2 separate regions of the Mus musculus genome follow, and region 1 is linked to region 2. Evidence: chromatin contacts called from public promoter capture Hi-C data. All regions are on one chromosome and are shown on one strand. Each heading gives the region's core, a stretch centred on a gene start, on an enhancer-like site or on the middle of the called end of the contact. The rest is flanking DNA. Distances are from core to core; before and after follow the strand shown.

What was found. Promoter capture Hi-C pulls out the DNA fragments that hold promoters and counts their contacts.
Region 1: a contact with region 2 is called in a promoter capture Hi-C map of pre-B cells. The contact joins the promoter of Sertad4 here to the enhancer-like site in region 2. A contact is called at or near these places in 2 of 39 promoter capture datasets (the 3T3-L1 cell line and pre-B cells), 1 of 15 datasets of contacts at CTCF or cohesin (the NIH/3T3 cell line), 21 of 484 Hi-C or Micro-C datasets (the C2C12 cell line, the HL-1 cell line, the N1E-115 cell line and 13 more), 1 of 115 datasets of contacts at active chromatin or transcription factors (fibro-adipogenic progenitors) and 3 of 9 other capture datasets (adipose tissue, liver and pancreatic islet).

The regions. Positions count from the first base shown.
Region 1 is chr1:192,854,208-192,858,340 of GRCm38.p6, forward strand. It overlaps Sertad4 (SERTA domain containing 4), which reads right to left and starts at 1,545. Exons shown (of 4, transcript NM_198247.2): 1 at 1,236-1,545. It overlaps Gm15867 (predicted gene 15867), which reads left to right and starts at 721. Exons shown (of 2, transcript NR_131748.1): 1 at 721-871; 2 at 1,808-2,649.
Region 2 is chr1:192,751,407-192,755,305 of GRCm38.p6, forward strand. The region is part of intron 2 of Hhat (hedgehog acyltransferase); the gene reads right to left. Among named protein-coding and RNA genes, the nearest start is that of Gm22265, 7.8 kb to the left of the region's middle. Within about 2 kb of position 1,880, at least 165 of the 459 cell types and tissues checked have an H3K27ac peak or open chromatin away from gene starts, as enhancers often do. A contact at or near this core is called in the N1E-115 cell line, adipose tissue, bone marrow-derived dendritic cells and 7 more, where this site is marked.

The sequences.
Region 1 (4,133 bases), core at 295-2,794, 100 kb after region 2:
AGAACTGCAGTGTTCTGTCCTGGAGAGCCAAATGACTTCCCCACCCACGGTCTCCAGGCGGTCCCAGGCAGAAGCTCAACAGTTTGGCTGGTTCAACCAATGGTGGAGGGAGGGGCTGGGTGGGAAGAACAAAACCCTTCAACGCTCCAAACCTGACAGGTGTCGGGTTTTTTTTTGTTTTGTTTTTTTTTCAGGTCCTTGTGGTGCCCCGGGAAGTGCAATGGCCAGCTGCAGTCCCAGGAGGCTAAGAGTTCTCTGTCGGTGTTGGGGGTTGGGAATGCAGGTGTGTGTGTGTGGGGGGGGGGACGGACACGACTAAGGAGGTCAGAGGTTTCCCACTGGGAGCTTTGGGGTTAGCATTCTCAGTCCAGGCCCTAGGAGGGGTACAGGGGTGTGACGGGTCCCTTATCCAGGGTCTCAAACAGACGCACCCTGGAGACTGGTATCACTGCCCTTAAGCCCTTTTCTGGACCGAGGGCACCGTCCGGCTAGCCGCTGGCCGCAGGGAAAAGTAAACAGCCCAAGTGTCTGGGAACAAAGGCAAGTTGTCTTCCAAGGTGCTGGAGCCCAGTGCCTCTCCTGAAGAATAAGGGCTATCATTATTCGCTCTTTCTAAAAACCAAGTTTCCTTCTATGGGAAATACACGCCAAGGTGGGATTCCAAGGCTATGACTCACAGCGGCTGGCGGGGCCACACTCCAGCCCGCAGCTGCCCTGGTCCTTCGCCGAGCTGCTGCCGCCCGCGCGGTACGCGCCGCTGGAGCTAGGGGTGGACCTTGGTGCCCCGCTCCTGCGGCCCGGCACTCGGGAAAGTTGCGGGGCCGAGGAGACTGCTAGAGGCGGGGGCGTGGGCCTGGCAGCCCGCGGGGAGGTGAGCCGAGGACAGCGCCGCCCGCAGCCAGGAGCAGGGGCGGGCGCGGAGGTGGCGGGGGACACAAGGTGTCAGCTCCGGCAGCGGCGCCTTGTTCCGCGGAACGCGCATCCCTGCGCCCCGCAGGCCCTCCTCCCTACCCTCTTGGCCCCAGGCCGACCCTCCTGCTACCCGGGGAAACCCGACTCGCCGCCACGGGGTCTTCGCCCACCGCCCGGGTCGCCTCGTGCGCGCCGCAGCTCCCGGGAAGGGCGCGCGACCCCGGAGAGCGCGCGCCGCCCCCGCGCCCCGCTGTGTCCAGCTGCGCCCTAGCCCCACGCGCGACCCTCCCCGCCCCCGCGCGCCCTGGGGTCACGGCTCTTACCGCGCGCCCCGCGCTCCAGCCGCCGCCGTCCTCCGCGCGGCCGCCGCTGCCCACGCGCCTCCCGGGCCCAGTCGGCGTGGCCGGGTACGCGGCGGCCGAGGTCCCCGCAGGTCCCGCCGCCGCCGCCGCAGACGGTTATGGAAATGAGCCGATGTGTCTGGCGAGGAGCGCGAGAAACCCGTCAATCCTGTTTGCCATTTCCCCGCGGATTTCCGAGCCTGGCTCTGCTGGATGCCCCCGGGGCGAGAGGGAACCTGACAAGCGCGCTCCCCGCCTCCCTCCGCTCTGCCAGATCGCGGGGCGCCGCGCCCCCGCCCGCCCTGCCTCCGCCCCCGCTCCGCCTCCGCCCTCGGGGCCGCGCGGGCCGCTCCCGCCCGCAGCCCGGACCCCACGCGCGCAGCCCGCGGGAGGCAGGGGCTGCAACGCACGAAGCGTTCATCGCAACCTGCCCAGACGTCTTGTCTATTTTTTAGATTTTGCTTTAGTTTTCTTATTGTGTGTGCGTGTGATTTGAAAAAAAAAATCTGTGCCTTTCCCACCCCTTACTAAAGACTTTCTTCCCCTCTGTACAGCACACGGAGATGAGAAACAGATGTCAGAGCTGGACTGAGCCTTTGCGCTCCCCCGCCCGCTCGATCCCTTCCCCAGCAGCCTGGGTGTAACAAGGCAGCACTCATCCTGCGGCCACGTGAACTGGCAGCTACTGGGTGCGGATCCCCGTGGGGGAAACCTACAAGAAAAACAAACAGACAAACAAACAAAAACTAATAAAGAAGCTTGCCCTTGGTGGAAAGGCTGTGACAGGAGCTCAAGTCATTTTATTTTATAAATAGTGATTTCCCCCCCCTCTTCTTGTAGTGGATTCTATTGGAGTTAGTTTTTGTGTGGATTTTTATTGTTTTGTTTTTGAGACTGGGTCTCACTGTGTAGACCAGGCTGGACTTGAACTTTTAGAGATCCGTATGTCTCTGTCTACCAAGTGCCACCAAGCATGGCTGGGTTTTTCTTTAAAAGCAAAACAAACAAACCGCAAACACATTGATTCATAACTGCTGTCTGGGTCCCTCTGTCATGAAGAGGTCACTTCTGGTGCAAAGAAGGAAGAGGTTTAGAGAGGTAGACCGTAACAAAGCGCGGGTGGGGGAAGGGAGGCACCTGTGCAAAGTGTTAAGAACTGCTACTATGCCAGATGCGCTGAATGTGACACAGTTCTTTATAGCAGTGATCCTCCCGCCTGCAAGATCCAGGCCTCTGACTGCCTGGTCGCTGCGAATCCAGGAGGCGCACAGACTGCAAACCAGGGGGAGAGGATCAGCGCCTGCAGATTGAGCTCCATCTGATTTGCATGTTTATTTCCTAGAATTGTAATTAAATTTGTGTAATAAATGTTTTCCATTTCATTTGTACACTCAAAATTTGGGTGACTGACATGCAGCTAAGTGAATTTCCTTTTTTTTATTTTATGAAGTAAATGTGCCTTATTCAATAAAGTAGCAAATATTAACCATCGTCAGGACTAATCTATTTAGAAAGTGTTTCTATTGAACTCTGTGCATCAAAGACACAAAAATTCTTAGGGTATCAGGACACCAAGAGAACAATGCTGAAAACAGGAGGCCGTGGCCAGCATATTTCAGTTTTTCCAAAAGACAGTCCAGGGTTGCACGCCTGAGATTGGGCTTTCTTGGGTTCATTCCAAACCATGTTAAATTGCCCTGACTCATGCCAAGATGGGCATTAGATGATGATTTCGGAATTTTCGAGATAATTTTTTTCTTCAGTCCATGAGAGTCCCACGTCCAGGTTGAGGGTAGAGTCTACTCTTCACTGGAGGGAGGAGGCACAACTGCTTTAAAGCAGTGCAGTTTGGGGAATCCAAATTCTAACCTAAAACTGTTTATCCTGTAGCTCAAATAAAGAACTAAATGTGGGGCTCGGAGGCATGGCTTATTATTGTTTTTATCTCCCCATATTAAAGTTTCATAGCATTTAAAGGGCTATGGGGAATCCACACACACACTTAGCTGTGTCAAAATACATAAAACCAAAAGGAGCAAATTAAGCATAAAATTGAGAAATAACATGAGACTAAGATCCAGCACAAGCTGCTTTTGCTTCTTTAGAGCTTTATCTCTAAAACCCAGCCTTCTGGGGAAACTCCATAGCACCCTGGGGTGCCTACAAACCAAATTTCTGCATTTAAACCCTGTACCCTTGCAACTATGCATATGAACTTGACCCTGTTTCACTGGCAGCTTTCCTGACTCACTTTTAATGCCAGGGTTACTGTCCCTTAGTGCCCACCTGCTCACAGCTGAACAAGCATGCTACCGCAAAAGGCAGTCACGTGCCTACGGAAAGCGAAACATTATTTAAAAATGTAAGTTGTGGCTATGACATAAGAACCACAAATCAATAGTGAAGTGTTTGGAATGAGTGAATGCGATTTACAAACAACAGCCAACTGAGTACTATGATGTCATCATTTTGGGATATGTGTGAACTTGCAAGAAAAAAATGCTTGGGTATAAAACTTAAAATACGTTGAGCTGCAATTGAAAGCCGCAATTGTTCTTCAGTGTTTACACTGAAGTGCCAGTCTGAGAGTGTCCTGACTGACACAGTACCCAACAGATTCTAGTGCTGGGGCCACACTCCTCTCTCTAGCATGGATTCCCACTGCTCAGAGACGTGTCCCAAGTTCCTACCTCAGAAGTGTGTAAAGTGCCTTCACAGAACTCTGCCACTTCCAGGCAAAGCTGCCCTGGAAGCAGTCTCCCTACTTTCTCATTCACATGTGAGAACTGAACTAGATACTAGATAATGAGGTGTGCAAGAGATGAGCAGGACACCAACCCAGACTTATGAATTCACCAGTACGGTGAGCAGTAGAAGAGT
Region 2 (3,899 bases), core at 630-3,129:
ATACCCAAGATACAAGATACAATTTGCAAAACACATGAAACTCAAGAAGAATGAAGACCAAAGTGTGGACACTTTGCCCCTTCTTAGAATTGGGAACAAAACACCCATGGAAGGAGTTACAGAGATAAAGTTTGGAGCTGAGATGAAAGGATGGACCATCTACAGACTGCCATACCCAGGGATCCATCCCATAATCAGCCTCCAAATGCTGACACCATTGCTTATACCTGCAAGATTTTGCTGAAAGGACCCTGATATAGCTGTCTCTTGTGAGGCTATGCCAGGGCTTAGCAAACACAGAAGTGGATGCTCACAGTCAGCTATTGGATGGATCACAGGGCCCCCAATGGAGGAGCTAGAGAAAGTACCCAAGGAGCTAAAGGGGTCTGCAACCCTATAGGTAGAACAACAATATGAACTAACCAGTACCCCCCCCCCCCCGCCCCAGAGCTCGTGTTTCTAGCTGCATATGTATCAGAAGATGGCCTAGTCGGCCATCATTGGAAAGAGAGGCCCCTTGGTCTTGCAAACTTTATCTGCCTCAGTACAGGGGAACGCCAGGGCCAAGAAGTGGGAGTGGGTGGGTAGGGGAGTGGGGGATGTATGGGAGACTTTTGGAATAGCATTGGAAATGTAAATGAAGAAAATACCTAATAAATAAAAAAAAAAAGAAAATGGCATACCTGTATCATCATATTCTGGCAAATAAATTTATTATTATTATTATTATAAAAAAAACCTCATAAGCAGACTATGCTACAGCAGAGACATACATGGTAGGATAGGTTTTCCATGACTTTTGAGACCCAGGGCTTCAACCTCTTCTTTCTTCCTCCAATTCTCTCAGAGAATGAGAATGTGGGTCACAAATAACTCAATAAAAACACATGAGATCTGTAAATAGGATGCAAAATAACCAAGGTCAGGAAGACCTCCCAAGCAGACCAAGCCTCCTGAACTCTGAACTTAAGCCAATTGCTGATAGAGCCATGTTCTGGGCAGAGGGGCATGGGGAGATGGCATCATTAGTAGAGTGCTCACTGTACCATGAAGTCTCATGTGCTCATGGAGTCTTGAGTTCAGATCCCCAGGACAAACAGGAAAAGCCTAGTACAGCAGCACACATCTATAAACCCAGTCCCGGAGAGGTGGAAACTGGAGAATCTCCAAGGCTGCAGAGCAGCTAGCTTAGACTAATCAGTGAGAGACCCTGTCTCAAAGCAATAAAGCAGGTAGGGAATGAGGAAGACACTCCACATCATTGCCTGTTTTCTCAACCACCACGTTGCTGTGATTGGTGAAAAGTTCTGTAAGGACAATAACCAACACAGAAGGCAATAACAAAGCAAGCCTGAAAGGGGCTGGGCTAAGAGATCTGGTATCCCTGGAGGAAGGCAGTGACTCAGTAGTTTTGTGAGTGACAAGGACTTGGTCAAGTGCCATCTGACACACTGGAAGCTTTGATGTAAGGACACTGGGAGACAGATTCAATCCTTGGCAACCTGCAGAGCGAGGCACTCAAGTCCTATCACCAAAGTCCCCTCAGTGGCCCCTCTCACCCTCAGCAAGCTCCCTAGGCAAGGCCACCTGTTCAAGGACAGGATCCCTTGCCTCCCCCACCCACATGGTAGAATAAGCTCTCTAAAGTCACCAACCCACTTGCAAACAAATCCTCAATTGCAACAGTTAGTACTTGCCTTTTCACCCAGCCCTTGTCCTGTGAGAGGTTGATGCATTGCATGAACCATGTAAAGGAAAAGGCCCACTTAACAACTGCTGCTGTGTCAAGCTCTCATTATTACAACCGCTGCTGTGTCATGCTCTCATAGACCCAGATTATTAATGGCTGTGCCTGCAGGGCTAACAGGGGAAAGTGAAAGCGTGGGGCAAGCGTGTTCGCTACAGCTGTATCCTACTCTGGAGACAACTGCTACATAATAACAAAGAAATGAGAGGTGGCAAGTCAGACAGAAACTCTGCACCAGGAAAGCTGTTTTTAGATCCCCGGGTGTTAGCACTCGTTTACAAAGACATTAGCAACAGTTCACTGACAGCTAAAGAAGGGGAAGTAGGTGACCTGAAACCTCAAATCTACAGAAGGCAGAAGTCCATTTATGCAAATGTCAGTAACAGGCAACTTCTGCAGAAAGGCATGCTTGCAGACTATTGGGTCAGCAGGATCCCACATGGCTACTTTCATTAGAAAGTGATTATCACAGAAAACAGAAAAGCTGCCAAACTTTGTTCTTTGAGAAAGAAAATAAATCTGCTAAATGGATAAATCTGAACAATTTCTTAAGACAGGGACATAAGGTACATGCAGTATTTGACTCTGGAGTGTGGTCGACACATCCGAAAAGCTCAGGAACCTTGAAAAATATTATCATCACACTGCCTTAAAAAGACAAAGGTAAATATGCTAATAGCCCAGAAACACTTGGGAACTTTTCGAGGAATCTTGCTTCGAAGGGAACTTGGGTAGCCACAAGCTTGCAAGAGAGTGAAAGCAAGCGACAGAGACTTCAGGCACCAGTTACATGGTTTACAAGAAAGGAAGGGGCCCATGGTATACGAAAGAGTCTCGGTGCCATGTTGGAATCTCCAAGGATAAAACCGAGGTCTGACCAGGCACACTCAGAAACTGATTGTCTTTTCAATTCAGAGAAAAGAGGTTGATAAAATACCATGGCCAGGGAAGGTACACAGCAGAAGTCACTGTGGTTGCTCCTGAAAACTTTATTCCCTTAAAATAAAAATATCATTAGCAGGTCAAAAAGAGAAAATCATCTCTCGTCTGATGAGGTACTGCAAGGGAACACAACCCAACACTCATTATTGGTAGTGTTTTTTTTTTATGTCTTTGTGCGTGTGTGCGTGTGTGTGTGTGTGTGTGTGTGTGTGTGTGTGTACACGAGAGTGTATATATTTGTATGTAGAGATCAGAGGACAACCTTGGTTGATGTCCCTCAGGGACACTGTCCACCTTATGTTTTGAAACAAGGTCTCTCACTGGACTGGAACTTGTCAAACAGGTTAGACTAGTGGACCAGCAATCCCTGGGTATCTGCCTGTCTATATCTCCACCCACCTACCCGACTCCTCCACCCTCCACCTCAGTCCCTCACACCACCCCCACCCCTAACCCCCACCTAAGATTACAAACCTTCAGCTTTTTAAAAATGAATTATTTATTTATGTATTTGTTTATTTTGCCACTGAACTCATGAGGATGGTCTGCAGTTCAAGGTCATCCTGGGCTATATAGAAGAACCCTGTCTCAAAACCACAAAAACCAGACGGAGGTGTGTCTCACTTGGTATACTCACTTGGTACTCATTTGGTATTTGTGTATCATTTGGTTGGCTCAGTCCATATCAAGCCCTGGGCTCAGTCCCCAGAAAAAGAAAGAGAAACTAGGCATGGTGAAACGTATCTGTCATCCAGCACTAGGGAGGTGACAACTGGAAGATGGGGAGCTCCAAGCCGTACATAGCAAGTTTGGGGCCATTCAGGGCTGCACAAGACCCTGGTTCAAACAGACAAAATATATATATATATTTTTTAGAGTGTGTGTGTGTGTGTGTGTGTAACTACATGAGTTTATGTGTACCATGAGCATGCAGGTGCCCTTGAAGGCCAGAAGAGGTCTTTGGATCCCTGGAACTGGAGTTACAGACAGTTGCAGGGCACCAGATACGGTTGCTAGGAACCAAAGCAGGGTCTTATGATAGAGCAACAAAAACTTTTAACCCCTGGGGCCTTGCACCAGCCAATAATTTTTTTGAAACCTGAAATACATCAGTATAGTTCCAGTTTACAATTTCCATTCTGGAATCCTGAGAAAAGTCAGTCAGATACAGCGCAATGATACAAACACATTGCTTAGGAAACGAATGAGC